2 separate regions of the Zea mays genome follow, and region 2 is linked to region 1. Evidence: chromatin contacts called from public Hi-C data. All regions are on one chromosome and are shown on one strand. The core of a region is the stretch at or near the end of the contact, and the rest is flanking DNA. Distances in the headings are between cores, read along the strand shown.

Region 1 (6,987 bases), core at 3,157-5,656:
ATTACTCTAATTCACCATTTTTTCGCCAGCATACTGAGATCAGTCTTGTTCAGCTATTCACGAGTCGAGTCACTACTTTCCTTAGTAAAGCTCAACAGAAAATGGTATAATGATTAAAAGCATTCACCTAATAGACTAGCACAACTAAATACTACCTGGAAATTATGGTTTTATGATAATACAATGATGCTAAATGCTGGCGGAGGTGGGTGTAGCATATGTATGCACTATTACAAAGGAAGGTTTAAATTTAATAACTTGAAATTGTATAATAGTACTTCAAATTACAAATCTACATGCAATTATCATATTTTCCAACTAATTTCTAGAACTATATTGGTAGCAAAAATTTAGAAAGCCTGACCACATGTATATCCAAAACATGAAGCACTAGATGTAAGAGAAGTAGTATTACCTCAAAATTCTATTATATCGTTATAATATATTCACAGGTAATTAGCTGATTCTATTATATCACCTCACAATTTCATCATTTCTCTTCAATCCTGAAATGATACTTTGGGCATACTCAAGCAGCTCTTCACGTTTCACCTGTTCACACAGATATTGTGAACCATTGTACACTTTATAGAATCAGAACAATACAATAGACATTAGAGACTCTATTGATGTATTGATGTGCAGGCCACAGATCAGTAATGAGATTAAATGAGGGCCCCAAGTCTAGATAAAAACAATCAAAAAACTAAATCTGAAGTAATAAAAATAATAATACAATAGTTTCTAAACCACTGCATATTAGTCTCTAATCTTGACCAAAACCAATATGGTACTGAAATAAGCAAATAGTCCTTACCTGAATCTCTCGCTGGGGACTGGAGAGGAATAAGTAGGCGCAGATCTGGCGACCATGGATTTCCCTGGCCATTCTCATGCACCGTCAGGGAATAATTTGGTGGGGAAGCTCGATGCCTTGCTCACTCCTTGCCTCCAAGATGGACTCGACGGCGGCGGCCGGATGCGCACCCGTAGGCGGTCGGACCCGCGGCTGGCGGCAGAGCGCACGCTGCGGCTCGCGGCAGAGCGTCCGCGGCTCGCGGCCGAGCCCGCGGCTAGGGACGGGCCCCGCAACGACGGCCACACCTAAGCCCCCAGGCGACTATGGCTGCTGCTGTTCCAAAACTGTCGGCGCACATAGATTTGAGGTCGGGTGCTTTCACGGCAGCATCACAAATGGTTTCTGAAAGGTAGCAAGGAATGGTCCAGACGAGAAACTATTAAGCAGGATCAGGATCAGGTCACCTGAAGCTAGAGGGTGTGAAGGAGGAAGTTGCGGACGATCTCGGTCTCGTCGTGCATGAGGAAGGCGAGCACGGAGGGCACGAAGTCCCTGATGAAGACCTGGTCGTAGTTGAGCATCTCCGTGCACTCGGGTCCTCCGCCGCCACCGTCCCCACGGGCTCGCCGCAGTAGCTGGGTGGATCTGGATCTGGGGCAGAGCGGTGGTTTGAGGTGCTTCAGATCGGGAATGGGGCTCGGCAGCCGCCGCCGCTGAAACCCTAGTCCTCTCGGGCAAAGCAGTCGTCGTTGTCGGTTTTATATGATAGTAGAAGCGGTTTCAGAGAGTATGACAAAATAAGTGTAAACTTGTGTACAACATGTGCATACCAAAAAGTGTGTAAACCGTAACACGATTGAGCATAACACGTAGTTATAATTAACGTAAGTAGGTGGTACAGTGAGCCAAAAAGCCTGCGCACCTGGTCGGTACGGTGCGGTCCGCGCACCTGATCAGTTGCTGGTCGGGGCTTCCAATAGTTAGAGAGAGCCCAGGGCTCTAAATACTATATATATATATATAGGGTAGGTATAACGGGAGCCCCGGGCTTCCAATAGTTAAAGGAAGCCCAGGCCGACCACCCCTTCAAACTGGTTCAACCAGCGCGCCCAAACAGGCTGTCGGGTGCGCCACCTGTCCCACGTCTGTTAGCGCAAAAAAAGGAATGCATGCATGAGTCAAACACGATCCAATGCATGCGCATAAATTTAGGAAAGATATGTGCGGCAGTTTCTGTTTTTAAAATCCTTTATTTCCTCCATAAATTTAGGATCGCTGCAACAGCCATGCAGCTAGACGCGTAAGGACCATTTTATGATATATACTGAGACTAAATATGCTACACTGTGTTAATAATTATGCAATTCGATATACTGCGTAAAAATCTGTTACCAGCTGCATGCACACGAATTTATGATAAAAATAATGTGCAATGAAAGGAAATGAATTACACGCATAGAAACAAAAAATCGTATTTAATGTTTTATTTCCTTCATAAATATAAGATCCCTCCAACAACCATGCAGCTAAAACACATTAAATCTAGTTTATGATATATACTGATACAAATTATACTACATGGTGTAGGTATTTATGCAATTCGTTACACTGCGTAAAAAATCTGGCATGTTGTTCACTGGTGGACGCACCTTCGGGTTGGAGCGTAATAACCTTAAGTTTTGAGCATAAAATCCCTCAATTATAAGCGTATATACCGAGCCAATGTGAGAGGTTGATAGCTCTAGTAGGTTGTTATTACGATCCTATTTTTATGGCAGATCCGAAAAACATGGCAGTCGCATGCATGCGGTTATACAGATCCTAAAATTATGGCAAAATGCATGCATGAGTCAATCACGTTCCCTTGCATGCGCGTAAATTTAGGAAAGATATGTGTGGCGGTTTCTATTTTAAATGCTTTATTACCTCCATAAATTTAGGATCGCTGAAACAGACATGCAACTAAAACTCGTAATGACCATTTTATGCTATATACTGATACTAAATATGCTACACTGTGTAGATAATTATGCAATTCGGTATACTGCGTAAAAATCTGCTACAGGCTGCATGCACACGAATTTATGATGGAAAGAATATGCAATGAAATGAAATGAATTGCATGCATAGAAACAAAAAATCACATTTAATGTTTTATTTCCTTCATAAATATAGGATCCCTCCAACAGCCATGCAACTAAACGCATTAGAACTAGTTTATGATGTATACTGAAACAAATTATACTACACGGTGTAGGTATTTATGCAATTCCTTACACTGCGTAAAAAATCTGGCATGTTGTTCACTGGTGGACGCATCTCCGGGTGGAGCGTAAAAACCTTAAGTTTTGAGCATAAAATCCCTCAATTATAAGCGTAAATACCGAGTCAATTAGAGGTTGATAGCTTTAGTAGGTTGTTATTACGATCCTATTTTTATGACAGATCCGAAAAACATGGCAGCCGCATGCATGCGGTTTCTATTTTTATACAGATCCAAAAATTATGGCAAAATCGTGGGAGTTTCCATTGCATGCGCGCAAATTAAGAACGGCATAAATCAAGGAATTGTCTTTCAAATGTGCATGCAGTAAACTGATATACGAACTCTGTGTTAAAGCATAAAAACATACAGTTTTTAGCGTAAATAATACATGTGGTAGGCATAAAACACAATAAATGAAAAGAAAAATGCGCCGGATCAGAGGATGTCACGCGCGATCATCGCTGCGCGCATCTCGCCCCTTCCGTGACATCGCTCGCTCGAACATCGCGCCTCATGCGTCGCCGTCGCTACTCGCACGTCGACGGGCGTCGCTTGCTCGCCGGCCTTGGAAGTGCCGCCTCCTCGGGGCTTCGGGGACGCCGCCGCTTGCCTGCACAAGGGCCTCGCTGCGGATCGAGGAACCTCCGCCACCGCGCGTCGAGGTAATGGAGTTGCGGCCACCGGCCTGGGAATCGCCGCCACCGCACAAGGGCGCCGCCGCCGCTCGCCCTCTGGATCGAGGGCCGCCACCGCCGACCTGGAAACCGCCGCCACCGCTCGCCCTCTGGATCGGGGGCCGCCACCGTCGGCCTGGCAACCGTCGCTAATGAATCGAGATGGGGCGTAAAAACTGATCCCTAGCACTACGGATTTTCTTTTATAGACGTCTGGACCTGGTCCGACTCGACCGGATTGCACTGTCTGGCCTGGGCTTCCAATAACTAAAGGAAGCCCAGAGCTGCTAATATACAATCTATATATATATATATATATATATATATATATATATATATATATATATATATATATATATATATATATATATATATATATATATATATATATATATATATATATATATATATATATATATATATATATATATATATATATATATATATATATATATATATGGCAGCAGTGTTCCTATTCGACCATAACGTCATCCATCACATTAAATGTTGTATGAAAGGCTTATCCATACTGCCAGCATCATTGAGGCATGTTGGGAGTAAAGTTAAACATAGCATCGTACCTTCGGTGGCCATCCTACCCTAGGGGTTAGGGCTAGTCATATTCTTTGGTCTAATGCGCTCCCATACTTGATTGAATCAAAAGCTCTATTGTCCTTAGGGCCTTGAACTTCGGGACCCAACCATGTAGGCCAGGGGCCTTAGAGATCGTGGGGTGATAGGCCCTCTAAGCAGTCATGAGGTTGTCTTCGGCAGCTAACATATCTCATTCTCTATTTTAAACTCCACTCTATAAATAATATAATCTACATTTGAAATTCCCTATTTTACACAATTTGCTGCTGACAAGTTGAGTTGTTGCTGACAAGTTGAGTCTTAAGTTTGGGAGCGCCTTGAAGTATAGTGTCATAGACTCATAGGACCCCTGCAAGGTCTAGGCCGGGGACTCCAAAATCAAGTCCCTCGGCAGTACTGGGCTCAGCACGGCCAGACCTACAGTGCTACATCACTGTGAAGGAATTTGCAGATTCATTTCGCTCGTTCCGTGTTAGCCAGGCCATGGCAAATGAGATTTCCGTGTCATTCGACATGAGCATGAACCACCCTTCAACTTTGGCAACCTCAAAGCACGGTGTAAGTGCAAAAGAGCTGTTGAAAGCCAACATCGATCGAGAGATTCTGCTAATGAAGAGGAACTCATTTTTCTACATGTTTCGAGTAGTAGAGGGAATTGGCCCCTGAACTTCAGAATAGGCTCAGATAAAAATACTATGGGACTGTTTGGTTTGATACCTAACTTGCCACACTTTGCCTAACTTTTCTGCCTAAGGTTAGTTCTTTAATTCAAACGACTAACCTTAGGCAAAGTGTGACATATTTAGCCAAGAACCAAACAGCCCATATATATGCAGCGCCAGCATGACCAGTTTGTGCCTCTTACCAAATAATATATCGTGCACTGTTGTATGCTGCTAAAAGCCAATGTGTCTAAGCCTCAATAACCTGCAAGGAGGGTGTTTTCCTAAGATAAAGCACATTTAGCATAAACATATTTCCTTTGTTCAATATGTCTCATGCTTCACCAACTATCAAGATGGGATGCTCCTATTAGTCGGAATGTAGGAATTTAAAAAGAAAACACAATTCCTATGAAAATATGCAAAATTCCCACGTTGATAATGGAGCCTTACGGGTTCACATGCCATGGATATAATGAAAACTTAAGGGCTAGTTTGGAAACCCTATTTTCACAAGTGATTTCTATTTTCTCATGAAAAATTAGTTCATTTTCTCTTTGGAAAATGTGGTTCCCAAACTAACCCTAAGCCAATGATGATTAACACCAGCTATGCTTTGTTACATTCATTACTTACCAAATACACAACTGTGCCTAGTTTTTGTTTGGCAACGCAGCTGATTCTGTTATCAGTCATTGAAATGACACTCTTCTTCCATTCGGAATTCTGTGGCAAATGGAGGCATATACATGTGTGTGTTAGCGTGGACGTAGTAACCAGTTCAACCTGTTAGGAGAAGGTAGGTAATTCACATATACATTTTAACATCTCCACTGACGTGCAGCCAGAGAGAACGGCACAAACGTGGGAATAAAGGGACAAAAGCAAAAATAAAGCCTCTATTAGGATTCGAACGTGGCTCTAATACCATGTTAGAGTGGACGCACTAACCAGTTCAACACAAAAACTTAAATTATTAGGAGAAGGTAGACTTAACAGTGTGCACTCTTCTTTACAACGCTCATATTCGTATTCAATGGCTTCTCGGAGCTTACTCACCATTTTTAAGCCACTCCATTCTCTTCTATCCTGTTTGGACTTGCACTGTACCATCATGAATTCTCAAGATCCCCATCACATTTCTTGAGGTTGGTGGGTTCATTTTCATAACTGATTATGCCATTAGATTTGATCCAGATGTAATCAGATGGGTTCCAATAATCGTGTCCCTAAGTATTTAATAACTTGTATTTGGTATTCTTACTCGTTTTTATGACAAACCGACAGAGTTTCACTATCCTTAGGCTTTTCAAGCAGTATCTGCTTTTCTTAGCAGCTAATCAGATGGCAGCTTCGCTCTTCCGGTTCACTGCAGGAGCAGTAAGAAACATGTTTGCTGCATATGTCTTTGGATCATTTGCAATTTTAATTGTTATGCTTTTAGGTGGATTTGCTCTTTATAGAGGTCAAAAACCGTCATCCTGTTCCATGGTTTTGAACTCATTTTGAAGCTTTTGCTGCTAGTTGCCCCTTCCTTTCATTAGCTTCCAGAAGACATGAACAAATGGTGGATTTGGGGGATACTGGACCTCTCCGATGATGTATGCGCAAAATGCTGTCTCGGTGAACGAGTTCTTGGGACAAATTTGGCAGAAGATCCTTCCAGGCTCGACTGAACCACGTGGTGTGCTTATCCTCAAGTCCCATGGAATATTTCGAAAAGCCAAGTGATACTGGATTGGCTTTGGTGTATTGCTTGGATTCACGCTTCTCTTCGACTCTCTGTTCGCGCTTCTCTTCAACTAACTGGTACCTTTCTGGCAGGTCTGTTAAGTGATCAACACTCGGTACATTACATATGATCTGCACTGTTTGCAGTTACAGTATGAACTGAAACAAGGAACTGCAATGCTTTACAGAAAGCCTTGAATCCGCCAAATAGCTTAACAATTTTGCCAAGAAGCATGTCCTGATTGGTTTTACAGCATATGA
Region 2 (6,811 bases), core at 254-2,753, 170 kb before region 1:
GATCAGATCGCATGGGTGATCGATCAGGCCTTCTTCTAACTATTTGAAGCTCAGGACTTCAAATATATCGATTATATATATATTTATATATATATATATATATATATATATATAAATGCAGCTAAGCATTTTGAAGCTTACCAGATATGGATTAACTCATCAAAAAATTATTAGTTTGTTCTTTAAATTTGAGGTAACATCGCGCATCATAATTTGTGTGATTGCAGCTTTTTTTTGTACCATAATTTCTTGTGACTGTAATAAATGATTGCGGTGCCACATTATCGGACACGGCTTCTTTGCCCTATATTTTTTTCCCACCGGTGCCAAATAGGGCACTAGTGTATTAGAAAAAAGTAAAAAAAAATGAAGGAAGAAAAAAGGGTAACACTGGAAAGCAAAGCACACATCCGTAGGAACGTCGTCGTGGAAGTCAAAGAGAAGCACATGCACTATCTTTCGCCGGTAAATTAAAAAGAGGCGCACTTTAACCCGTGCACCAAAACGACCAAAGCGTAGCTAATAATGAAGTGACCATGCATGATGCACGTATTCCGGCCCCGGACGGACGGACGGCGATCGTTCGTTGGGGCTTTGCCGGTCAATGCATTGCCAGCCACTCGCCTGTACTGGCTTATGCTTTTGCTACCTGTTGCCGGTAAGGCGTCCGTCTACCTCCGGCAGCAACAGACTTGACCAGGCGATTGGATTCGGACCTACGTACGGGGCGAACTCTGGATCTCGCATGTTCTTCCCTTGTCTCTGTGTCAGCTCCAAATCCGAAGGCAAGGATGCTCACTCGCTGCATGTGCTTGCTTGCTTTTGCTTCCTCGTCTCTGTGTTCAGAAACATGTCTCCACCTCAGAGCGTTGCACCACTGACTCCGACCGAAGGACTTTCAGATTCCAGAGAACAGGGCACACTTCTAGTGCCAACAAATTCCCCCCTATCGGGCATTAACAAGTATGGTAGGACGCGGTCCATCTGGAGCTGGAAGATGCAGTCCAGGCCAGGCCAGCTCCTGGAACATCCGTCGGAAGGGCTCAAAGGCCTCTCTTATTACAGAACACTTGCGTGTGTGCCTGCCATTACCCTGCAGCCTAGAACACACGGAATCTCATCAAACACCCTCTGCGCATCAGAAGTACCTCTCAGCTTGCAGTACGTATTGAGGAGCGTAGTGGAGACGTACGAAGCCATTATTGGAGCCAGAGGAGCGGGTGGCGGCTTGCACGCGACCGCGCGCGCAACGGCTGCGGAGGAGTGCGGCGACGAAGGGAGGACGGCGTCGGTGGAGGCCAGGACATCACGAAAGCGGAAATGTGACAGTGCGGCAAGAGTGTGGTGGCGGGAGAGCAAGTTGAGTTGAGGAGGGAGACGTCGCGAAAGGCTGCTCCGCCACCGCCACCGCCATGGCCTTGAGACTGGCGGAAGAAGCACGGTGAATGGATGGATGGGATGGAATACAGGCGGCTCCTACAGCCGCGCGCTGTAAAATGCCTTTGGTAGGAGTAGGACGAGTTTTGAAGCGCCGTGTATCTGTCTGGAGCGGAAGGTGGGGTCGTAGATAGGGACAGAAACTATCGAAAACGATATCAATATTTGTTGGTCGATCGAAAAATTTACCTAATTTTATAATTAATCTACTTATTAACGACTACATATAATGTTAACATAAATTTAAATTTTAAAATGCAGTAATTTTTTAAACGATATTTTATTTACGAACATATACACAAAACAATGTTTTGTATGACCATATATTTGATTAGTCACAAACTTATAGCACTAATTTAAGTGGGCTTCTCTCTTCTAGCATCCATAACTCTAACTTCTCTAAAATAGTACTTATAAGTCAATCTCCTCTCTAAACTAGGATGTAGTGGGTTTTTACTCCATTTTTCTTTTTTCCCAACAGTGAATGATCGAACTACCCCTAGAGATTCTGTTTTCCGATCGTAAGCCGTAACTCACCCAGATCGAAACTAGCACTGGCATTCGTGCTGCTCTGAATTTGAGCGCACTCTTCATCAGGCGGAGGTGCCCTGATTTGTGAACGATGTCAATCACGATGTCGCGCTGAGACTCGGTGTCATTTCATTTAACATATTTGTAAGGTGGTAGAGGTAACCGATAACGTTATATCATATTTATTGAAGTTTAACTGTAATCAGGTATGGCACTAGTAACTAATATAAACATATTCAAACTTGTTATCACTGATACTTAGATGTGAATCATTATCATTAGCATTTACATTATATTTCGTCGACCAAACAACATCTCAGTGCGTTGCTCTAAACTTCTCTGGTGGCTGCTCGTTGAGTTCTAACACTGAAGACTAGCTGTTTCACCACCAGTGATCATGAATCACAGTTAAAACAGCGAGCGCGAATCATTGACGTCGGAGCAACGTTAAACGTTCAAATATGAAACCAGTCATCCACTTTTGGGAAAATAAGAAAAAAAATGGAGTAAAGGGCACTTATCCTATTTTAGAGAAGAAATTAACTTACACGCACTATTTTAGAGACGTTAGATTTGTGGATACTAGAAGAGAGAAGTCCGCTTAAATGAGTGCTATAATAGCAATAAACTCGTTTTTTTTTTTGCATAGTGATGGATTACACTACTACAAGACTACAACCGCGATGTACATGCCCTTAGGAGAACACGTTTTTAGCGCACCTAGAGAGGGTGAATAGGTAATCCTGCAATAATCAACTCTAAACAATACAAACTTTGTTTATAATAAATGTTAGTGAAAACTAAAACCAAGTTAGGATGAGAAGATAGACGGAGAAAGAACCATTCTCTTGATTGCTCCTTTAAGATGTGTATTTAAACTTAGGAGCAATATTGCAAGAGAGTTGACAACTCAAGAAGATAGTAATCGCAATAAATAAATAGACAAGTGTCACAACGATTTTTACCATGGTTCAACCAATGCCTACTCTACGGTGTGGTGACCTCCTTTGGCCAAGGGTTGCACTTAACCCCTCTCAAGTGATCCAAAAATCAAACTTGAGTGTCACAGTTATCTTCATTATATCAAAATTATGTTGTGAGGAATCTCCACAAATTAGAGTCTCTCACGCCTTACATAATTATTTATAATCAAAACAGAGTAAGGATGAGAGTAGAAACACACACACATACAAGCAAGAAAAGAACGCAAGAATCAAAACAACATAATCACAGCTCGAGAACGCCTTACACAATTGTTTACAATCATTCACTTTTGGGGAAAAAAGGAAATGGAGTAAAAGGCACTTAATCCTATTTTAGAGAAGAGATTAACTTATAAGTACTATTTTAGAGACGTTAGATTTGTGGATATTAGAAGAGAGAAGTATGCTAAAATGAGTGCTATAATAGCAATAAACTCTTTTTTGCATAGTGGTCGTGATGTACATGCCCTTAGAAGAACGCATTTTGGAGCGTCGTATCCGTGTGGAGTGGACCAGTGTGGTTAGCTACACGACATACTAGTGTGGTTAGCTACACGACGTACTAACACACGCTCGCCTATAATTTCTACCATAGAACCAATGACAACACTATCCATCCAGGTTCTAGGACGAGGCATTACTCATATTAATTAACAATTTCCCTCTATTTTAGAACTATAGTATGATTTGATGTAATCATAAGTTAAATTTTAACATAGGTCTTGTGGGCTGCGTTTCGGCCTAGTTTTCTGAGTAGCTCCACCAATCTTTTCTTCATTTTCTTCCAACTACTATAAAGCACCAGTTTTCACCATTGTTGTGCGTGAAAGTTTTACAAAAACTCCTTATATTTCTTTGTAATCAATCCACAGTCCAAGTCTCCCCATCCCTGCTCCCTCCCATATCCCACAGCGACAACGCGCCCGCTATGAACATCGCCGCCAACCTCACCTACCACCGCGAACGCTACTCCCGCCTAGATGTCGGTCCACCCGTCCACCCCGCGATGTCTCCGGTCTGGTGGCGTGCCTCGACGACATGCTGCTCGTCGTGCCCATGCTCTCCTGGCTCAGTGGGACCTTCGACTATCCTACATGCTTCTAGCTCTGTTGACGATGTTGTTCCCATCCCTCCCCGTGCACACCTACCACACGCTCTTCATCGTGGCCCGCCACCTGAGCACCCATGATGTCGCACTAGACAAATAAATGGTCGAGTACAAGTCCACCTACGCCAGGAAACTAACTGAGATAGGGATGACGGGAAGGAGAAGAGCAAATCCACGACATTCGTGGGAAGGATAGGGACATGGAAGGGAGAGAATGGGAGGAGAGGGGCATAGTCACTGGCTCAAAGAGATGGATGTGGAACAGGAGCAGATGAGTCGGAACCGATTAGAATGGTGTCGTGTCAAGGAAGAGGAGATGTTGAGAGAGCTAGAGCGTGAGCCAACGAGCGACACCACTATCGCGCGACCGTGACATCAGGTATGAATTCATGAACTCTCCTGTATGTAATTGGAAGTAAGTTCGCAAAAGGTACTAAGGATATAATTGTTCGTCCAAATAGATTATCAGAGTCACTCATCAAATATGATTGTGTCCCATCGCAACACACGAACATTGTACTAGTAATTAAATAAAGTATGAGTTGTGTCTATATTGTATCTAACACATATTAGTGCCTAACGTGCGCTCGTGCGTGACCTTATGCATGCCTAAGACTTTCTCCGACAACTTATTCATCCTTATCTATCATTTCAAACTCCACCATATAAAGAGTGCGGCCTATAGTAAAAAAGTATTTTACACGATCTGCTAGACATAGCCTAACCCGTGCCACATCTAGAATCTAAAACACTTGGCTGAATCGTGGCCTTACTGTAGACTACTGGGCTTCGTAGGATGGGTTCCTGGTCGTTGAAGTAACATCGTGGGGCACAGGATAAAATAGCTTACATGGACGTACATCATGGTCATACGCGTGACCTTGGGATGGCAACAAATTGAATTCAGATTGGGTATTGCAGATATCCGCTGGCAACTATATCTGTGGTTGCAACCAATATCCGTCTACGATCAAACCTGCGGGTAGAAATTTATATTCATGCCCTTGGCCATCGGGTTTCGGATATCCGTCAGATATGACAGACACAATCAGTTTTCAACAATTCAATTGCATAATTAAAAAATTTCTTCCTATTCGTCATCGTATACAGTTTAAACTTAATAAAATAATTATTATGGGCATGCGGGTCACGATTAGGGGCACTAGAGCTTGAAAGGGCCAGTCACCAGCGGTACTGCAGCCTATGGGACTTGAAAGGGACCACGGGGCACAGCGCAGAAAGCCAGCAAGGCTAGAAGGGGTGGCCAACAGTGGGGAATTGGAAGCGTTAGGCGTGGGTTCATACTGATAGGGTTTGATCTTTGCTATGTAATATGGGCTAGGCCAAAAAATACACTACGGGTCGATTTCAGATATTCAACAGATAACCTGCGGTGGAAGGTAATCTCCTAATCTGTGTCCGTCCGACTTCGAGTCTGACCCACGAGTTAAAACATGTATCCATACCCGATTCAGTTAGATCAGATATCCAAATCAACGGTCAAATTGCCATGCCTACTAACGCGTGCTCCATCTGGAACCCTGAACGCTTGGCTGAATCGTGACCTTACTGTAGACTGCTAGGCTTTGTAGAATGTTGTCGGTACCCTAAATCAGGGGTTCCCTCTTCTACAGCATGAAGACGCCGCACCTATGCAACGTCTCTAGGCCACACGGAGGACGGTGCCTGACCCCACCGCATGGGCAGGCCAAAGGGCGCCACGTGACAAGGAAAGATAGCACATCCCAGTATGTATCGTGGGGGCCGGACCTCCACAGAAGGACACCAGACCCCTATACATATAAGTCCGGAGCCTCCGAGTAAGGTCCGAAACTCAGCAAGGTCCCGGAACGAGGAGGACCCTGGCGTGAGTAGGGGTCCGGTGCTGACACGTGTCCAGGCCTTCCCTTCACTTCCCGCTCAGCGCCTGCATTTAATGAGGAGAGGACACGCCGCCTGCCGCTGCGCTGACGGGCGACGTGCCCTCTCAGCATTTAATACGTCTCATCCCATCCGCTGGCAGGCGGCGTCAAGGACATCCAACAGGCGGCGCGCCTGCCGGGTTTACTGTTGGGGGCCTTCGGCTTCCGAAGGTCCTCAAAAGTATGATTTAACAATGTTTCTGGAGTACAATGTGTGAACAGGTATCTTCGGACCTGAGTTAAAACCACAACGTGAAGAAGCACAGAAGGGGTACGGAGGATGGCGCAGAGCCGAAGCTGTTTGTAGAAGAGCTTCGGCATGATAGCGGAAAGAGGAAACCGACTTAAAGATGAAAAGACTATCTAGACCCCGATAGATTACTATAGAGTTATCATCAAAAGCAAAGGGCCTGGATGTAATTTTACATGGGCTGCGACCCGTGTCTATAAATAGGTGAACAGTACTCCCATACTGTTCACGCTGACTTGGCATTTGCTTTTGCATCACGCTTGTACTTTTACCCTCTTTCAAGTCAAAGGTATATTTGTAACCCAATATCATTCCCATTTTTCTATAGCAATAAAATAGAAATGAGTTGATAATAATACATAGCTATTCATGTTATCTTTTGTATTCCATGTAATTCCTTTTTCATTATGATATGTAATGTTTATGAAGGTATGTCCTTCATAACCTTCGTCCTAAAATCATTATATCTCAAGGGAAATAATGCTTCGAAGGACGAAGGACTTTAACGTTTAACATTTTCTGTGTTGCCTTGTTCTTAACTCTTAGCATTTGAGAACAAGTCCCCAACATTGGCGCCCAC

The links. Hi-C and Micro-C count contacts between places; a contact is called where the count stands out from the background.
Region 2: a contact with region 1 is called in a Hi-C map of ear, with 2.1 times the contacts expected there. The contact joins two enhancer-like sites. A contact is called at or near these places in 7 of 25 Hi-C or Micro-C datasets (bundle sheath, ear, endosperm and 3 more).

The regions. Positions count from the first base shown.
Region 1 is chr9:104,200,665-104,207,651 of Zm-B73-REFERENCE-NAM-5.0, reverse strand. No RefSeq gene overlaps it. Among protein-coding and RNA genes, the nearest start is that of LOC100273804, 12 kb to the left of the region's middle. Within about 2 kb of position 4,406, at least 4 of the 20 cell types and tissues checked have an H3K27ac peak or open chromatin away from gene starts, as enhancers often do. A contact at or near this core is called in ear, where this site is marked.
Region 2 is chr9:104,370,288-104,377,098 of Zm-B73-REFERENCE-NAM-5.0, reverse strand. No RefSeq gene overlaps it. Among protein-coding and RNA genes, the nearest start is that of LOC103638771, 22 kb to the left of the region's middle. Within about 2 kb of position 1,503, at least 9 of the 20 cell types and tissues checked have an H3K27ac peak or open chromatin away from gene starts, as enhancers often do. A contact at or near this core is called in ear, where this site is marked.